Linked DNA regions of Macaca mulatta: region 1 is linked to region 2. Evidence: chromatin contacts called from public Hi-C data. All regions are on one chromosome and are shown on one strand. The core of a region is the stretch at or near the end of the contact, and the rest is flanking DNA. Distances in the headings are between cores, read along the strand shown.

What was found. Hi-C and Micro-C count contacts between places; a contact is called where the count stands out from the background.
Region 1: a contact with region 2 is called in a Hi-C map of fetal cortex germinal zone, with 3 times the contacts expected there. The contact joins the promoter of PDHX here to the enhancer-like site in region 2. A contact is called at or near these places in 9 of 14 Hi-C or Micro-C datasets (CD4 T cells, blood, cortical neurons and 5 more).

The regions. Positions count from the first base shown.
Region 1 is chr14:30,352,926-30,355,762 of T2T-MMU8v2.0, reverse strand. It overlaps PDHX (pyruvate dehydrogenase complex component X), which reads left to right and starts at 1,563. Exons shown (of 15, transcript XR_003722578.2): 1 at 1,563-1,760. APIP (APAF1 interacting protein) reads right to left here and starts at 1,346. Exons shown (of 7, transcript XM_028833523.2): 1 at 1,185-1,346. The coding sequence starts at 1,241.
Region 2 is chr14:29,891,984-29,894,710 of T2T-MMU8v2.0, reverse strand. All of the region lies in intron 1 of SLC1A2 (solute carrier family 1 member 2), which reads right to left. Among named protein-coding and RNA genes, the nearest start is that of SLC1A2, 27 kb to the right of the region's middle. Within about 2 kb of position 1,305, at least 7 of the 40 cell types and tissues checked have an H3K27ac peak or open chromatin away from gene starts, as enhancers often do.

The DNA.
Region 1 (2,837 bases), core at 314-2,813, 460 kb before region 2:
GTTAGCTCAAATTTTTCATGAACATTGAGTTAGGCAAACGAAACATGCCTGTCCATCAAGCTGTCTGTGGGCCATGTTTGGTATGAGAATCCTAGTTTATTCTGGGGTCCCTTAAGGCTCTCTTTGATGCTCACATTACACTAAGATTTACTGATTGAGGGCATGAACACTTCTCCATACACACCTGCCTAGGAACGATCTCCAATTATCTGTCCTATCTCCAAGATCTTCTCTCTCCCATCCAACCTTGCCTATCCACCATTCTATTTTCAGAGTAGTCTTCGCTAATTTGGGGAAGTCACTTATTCAAACAAGACAGCGGTTGACAAATACTTAGCAATGAAATCTCCTGCTAGTTACTACTTTTTAATTAGGATTTTCAACCCTAAGAAAGATATACATGGGAGGAATAAGATAGGGGGAATAAGGGAGCTAATTTTGAGGGGTTTCCCTGCCTCTTAGGTGGGGTTTATCATATTGTGCTGAAACTGCTTATTCGTCTAGTTCTCCAGACCCTGGGCCATTTGTCTTATGTACCGCCATCTCTGAGCGCGGAGAAGGTGCTCCATAAAACTGTTGGTTTGTGTAAATGACCGAAAACTACATGCAGAGTGAGGGTGGATTTCCCTTTGACTTCGGCTTAAGGAAGAATCGTTCCCATGATCATCCCACAATTCATCTAAAGGGAGATAGGCAAGGAGCAACTGTTCAAAGGCAAAGCGCTGGCAGCCGAGGCACAGCTCCGGTTCGGCAAATGTCTCCCGAGTGCCAAAAGTCTCCCCAAACGCCCAACTGGTCAGGGCGCAGAAAAGAAGCTCGGGGAGCGCGGTCTTCGCCCCAGCTCCACTTCGGAGCTTCACGATTCCTTCTCTGGCCTGTCTTCCTGATAAATACTCGCTGAGGTCACCCAAACGCTATTCTCTCTGCGTTATTTGCTTCTTTCCAATGTTTGGCGCCCAGCTCCCGTCGTCGGAGCGCCCCGCCCGGGACCACTGATCGCCTGGGGCCGCAGCCTTGTTTCCCAACGCGAAGGCCGCGGTGCTCCAGGGTCGCAAACTGCCCGGCCCGAAGCCCCGCCCCGCAGCCAAACGCCCGGCCCGCGACCCCGCGCCCAGCTCCCGCCGCCAGGTTCCGTCTGGGCCTCTACTCCTGGGAATAACCGGTACTGGTGACCCCGCCCCTACCTGCGCGCCGCATCTCCGGGAACAACAGTCTCCCTCCGGAGCGTCACAGCCAGACATGGCCTAGACCAGGGACCCACGCGGCCTCCAATCTCCGCACCACTTTACTCGCGGCGCTCAGCCTAGGTTGAGGCAGCAAGGCCGCAAATGCAATCAGGCGGCGCTGAGGGCAGCCCGGGGGCGGGGCGAACATGGTGGGCGGGGTCTGGTAAGGCCCCTCCGGCTGGGCTATCCAGCAGCGCACCTGACTGCCCGGGAGGCGTGGCCAACGCGGTTGGAGGCGGGACTAGGAGGGCTTCAAGTCTGAGAGACCTAAAGGCACCTCGATCGTCTGGGGGTGTGGCCAACCATGTGGGAGGCGGGGCCTTGATGCTGGACATCAGGCTGTGCTGCGGGCAGCCGGTGAGAAGGCCGTGAAGATGGCGGCCTCCTGGAGGCTAGGCTGTGATCCGCGGCTACTGCGTTATCTTGTGGGCTTCCCTGGCTGCCGAAGCATAGGACTGGTGAAGGGGGCTCTTGGGTGGTCTGTAAGCCGCGGAGCTAATTGGAGATGGTTTCACAGCACGCAGTGGCTTCGGGGTGAGTGGCCGGGGCTCGCTCAGCTTCTCTGTGTAGCTGAGTGATGGGCCTGGGACAGGGGCAGTCTTGATTGAGGACCTGCGTCTGGGTGTTGAGGTGCGCGGCCTCCCTATTCCTTTCCCTCTTTCTCTGGGTGGGGTCCGCCGACTCGGCCTAATGCATGCTGTGGAGGGCTTTCTTGGCCTCTGGGAGAATTCGACCCTACCCTAGGCCTCCTGGTTTGTATGACTTTGTGACCTTGCCTTGGAATTTGGGTTATTTGTGAGGCGCGGAGAGGGTTCCTAAACTCTCCTCCCTCAGCCCCCTTTCCAGTCAAGGCTCAGGTTTCTTTAGGGTTGTCAAACGTCTCGGACGAGAAAAAGCTGCCCAAGGTTGCCGAGATTGAAAAGCCACTGTTGGGAGTTCTTACTCATTCTCTAGGCCTCTCTGTTGGGAGGTGTTTTCATTGAGGCCAGTCGAGTTTTACCCCACGCCATGACTCGTGGAAGACTTAAATTTGTAAATTCCTACGGCATCACAGACAAAGGTCCAGGAGAATGTTTCAAGCAAATATTCGCTTGAAAGAGCGAGCATTTAGGAGATAAATCATATCAAAAAGTTTATTATAGAAAATTGTCGTTTAGTAATGATATTGATACGGTTAACACAATTCTTGCAGTATTTAACAGTATGCAAAATGGCAGGCTGGGTATTATTTTTCCTTATTTGGGGAGAGGGTTGGAGGGAAGCAGGGATTGAGAATAGGACTGACGTTTTTTAATCTGACGTATTGCCTGCCAGTCATCGTTCCTGGCACTCTACAGAATGAATTTTAATTTAAATAGGTCTAATAGACATTGCCTTCGTATTCTGAGCTACCTGAGGCCCAGAAAAAAAAAAAAATCACACAAAGCCATATAGTAAGATGAGTGTATTGGGGTTCCTAAAGATTCCGTAATGGGAACAATTTATTTCAGTTTTTTTGGTGTAATGTTTCATAACATATTCCTTGGAGCAGAGGTGCTTTAACAGTGTGTGCAGAATTCCCTCTCTTCCCTCCTCCAAGTTTGTTGAAATTAAATTTTTTTACAGCTCCTA
Region 2 (2,727 bases), core at 56-2,555:
GAGCCACCACGCCCAACCTCTTTTTTATTCTTAAATTTTTTTGTAGACACCTGGTCTTGCTATATTGCCCAGGCTGGTCTCAAACTCCTGGGTTCAAGCGATCCTCCCACCTCAGTCTCCCAGAGTGTTGGATTACAGGCATGAGACACTGGGCCCAGCCAAGGTTTTGGGGTCTTGACTTAAGTATTTCACCTTTCCGGATTTCTGTTTGCTATCTATAAAATGAGCGTGCTTTAAAACTAAGAATAGAGATAATAAAGTTTAAAGTTGGAAACTTTGGTTTGTATTTTTATAATGGTCACTATGACATTCAGCAACTGGTTTAGCTGGTTTTAGATGTTTATTCAGTCAACAGCACAGCCTGCGTGAAGCAGCAGCTAAACACCCCAGTCAGCCTCTGCTCTAAAAGACAAAAACACAAACGAAAAACCCATTTGACCTTAGCACGTACAGTAACGAGTTTCAAACATGTTTACCTGCAATCCACAGTAAGAAGTAGATGTCTTCTTTTTCTCATCTTGGCTCAGCGCACACCCACACACAGGCATGTGCACACACAGGCATTCACACACCGAAGTACAAGAAACAGCCCATGTCCTTCCTACATGCAGTGTACTTTTGATAGTTTCTATTCTCCTCCATTTCATTTTTAAAATTTGAGTTTTTTTTTTTTTTTTTTAGTAAGTTGCTATCTGACCCACTAAATTTGGTTTTGGAGAATTGTTTCTGCAGTTTGAGAAGCAATATTGAGGTTGCGTTTTACTGACCACTTGAAATGCGACCAGTACAAAATGAGATGTGTCCTAAGTTTAAAATACACAACAGATTTTGAAAATGTTACCAAAAAATAAAATGTACCATCTCATTAAGGAATTTTTCATATGAGTTACAAGTTGAAGCAATCATAGTTTGGATATATTGATGTAAGTAAAATCTATTCTTTTTTTTTTTCGAGATGGAGTTTCACTCTTATTGCCCAGGCTGGAGTGCAATGGCACGATCCTGGCTCACTGCAACTTCCACCTCCCTGGTTCAAGCGATTCTCCTGCCTCAGCCTCCCAAGTAGCTGGGATTACAGGCATGAGCCACCACACTTGGCTAATTGTTGTATTTTTAGTAGAGACAGGGTTTCGCCACAGGTGATCCACAAGTGATCCACCCGCCTCAGCCTCCCATAGTGCTGAGATTACAGGTGTGAGCTACCACACCCGGGCATAAAATCTATTCTTAAAACTAATTTCACCTGTTTCTCATTCCTTTTTTTAGTGTGGCTACAAGAAAATCTAATATGCTATCTGTGGCCACTGCTATATATCTACTGGACAGGGATGATCACGAGCAGGGTCAGTCAACTACGGTCCACAGGTCAAATCCAGCTTGCCATCTATTTTTGTAAATAAACTTTTATTAGAACACAGCCTTGCTCGTGAATTTACATATTGTCCGTAGCTGCTTTTGTGATGCAATGGCAGAGTTGACTCATTATGATACAGACTGTATGGCTCACAAAGCCTAAAACATGCGCTATCTGGCTCTTTGCAGAAAAACTTTGGGGAACTCCTAAAATAGCATTAGGTACTTATCACTGCCAGTCACAATTGTGTGAGAGTTTTATGACGCTGTTTTACAAATAAGGTTTTGGGCGATTAAGTAATTTGCCTGAGGCCACCCAGCTGGGCAAGAAGTCACAGAGCTGGGATTTGAACCCTTGCCAGTCTGACCACAAAGTCTGTGCTATCATCTCTACCCCGCGTGTACCTTCCCAAACACCCTCCAAAACCCTTCCTACCTCGATACAGCACTGAATTCTACCTCTATAGCAGGCAGAACCAATCAGCCCACCTGACCGTCAACCAGTCTAGAAGGAAATGGGAACAGGTTTGGTTGGGGAAGAAGGAATCTCCTCAGGGAATTTAAAGGTTGTTAACTGCTGTTTTAGTTTTAAGACAAATTACCAGCCTTCTCACTGCCATGCAAACAAATACAGCTCAGGTGTGAGCAAAATTTAAGCATCTTATATCTCCCCTAGCTTCAGTTAGGAATCTTCATTAAAACAGCTTGCTTTTCTCTTTCAACCCTCATACTGAAGGACTTCAAACCCTAGATTTGATAACTCTGGATATCCAAAGTCACTGTGGGAAAAAAAAAAAAAAAAAAAAGTGTAGGAAACATTGCAAATGTTTACCAGGGCTATTTTTAAGTGAAAAAGCTAATAACAAAATAGTTTGCAGAATACCTTATCTTGATAAATAAATAAAAATCACTCTTACCATTCCATTCCGTGTGTGTGCACGTGTGTGTGTGTGTTGAATATTATTCTCACAGGGTATTTGGAATTCTTTTTGCTTACACCTACTTTTAAGTGTTTGTACAATTTTAAAAAGTATTGCTTGAGTAAGTTTTTGTTTCCTGGTTGAAGGTGCACATTGTTGGTTTTATTTTCTAAATACGTTGCTGAGCTTTCGCTGATTTCTACGTAAGGAAGACACAGAGAATGTGAACTCACCCAGATACAGAGGAAAATCAGGATCTTTCAGGGCTCAGGCGAGTAGGGCATCCAGCAAAAGTGGGGCTGCAGCGCCCCCACGTGTCTAGGGCAGTGGAAGTCACCAGGAATAGGAGGAGGAAGCCGGCTTCGGCTTCTGACGCTTTGGAGGAAGGCGACCTGCCTTCTCTATTGCGAATACTATTGGGAATTCCCAGAGCCAATCAGCAGTTAAACGCTTA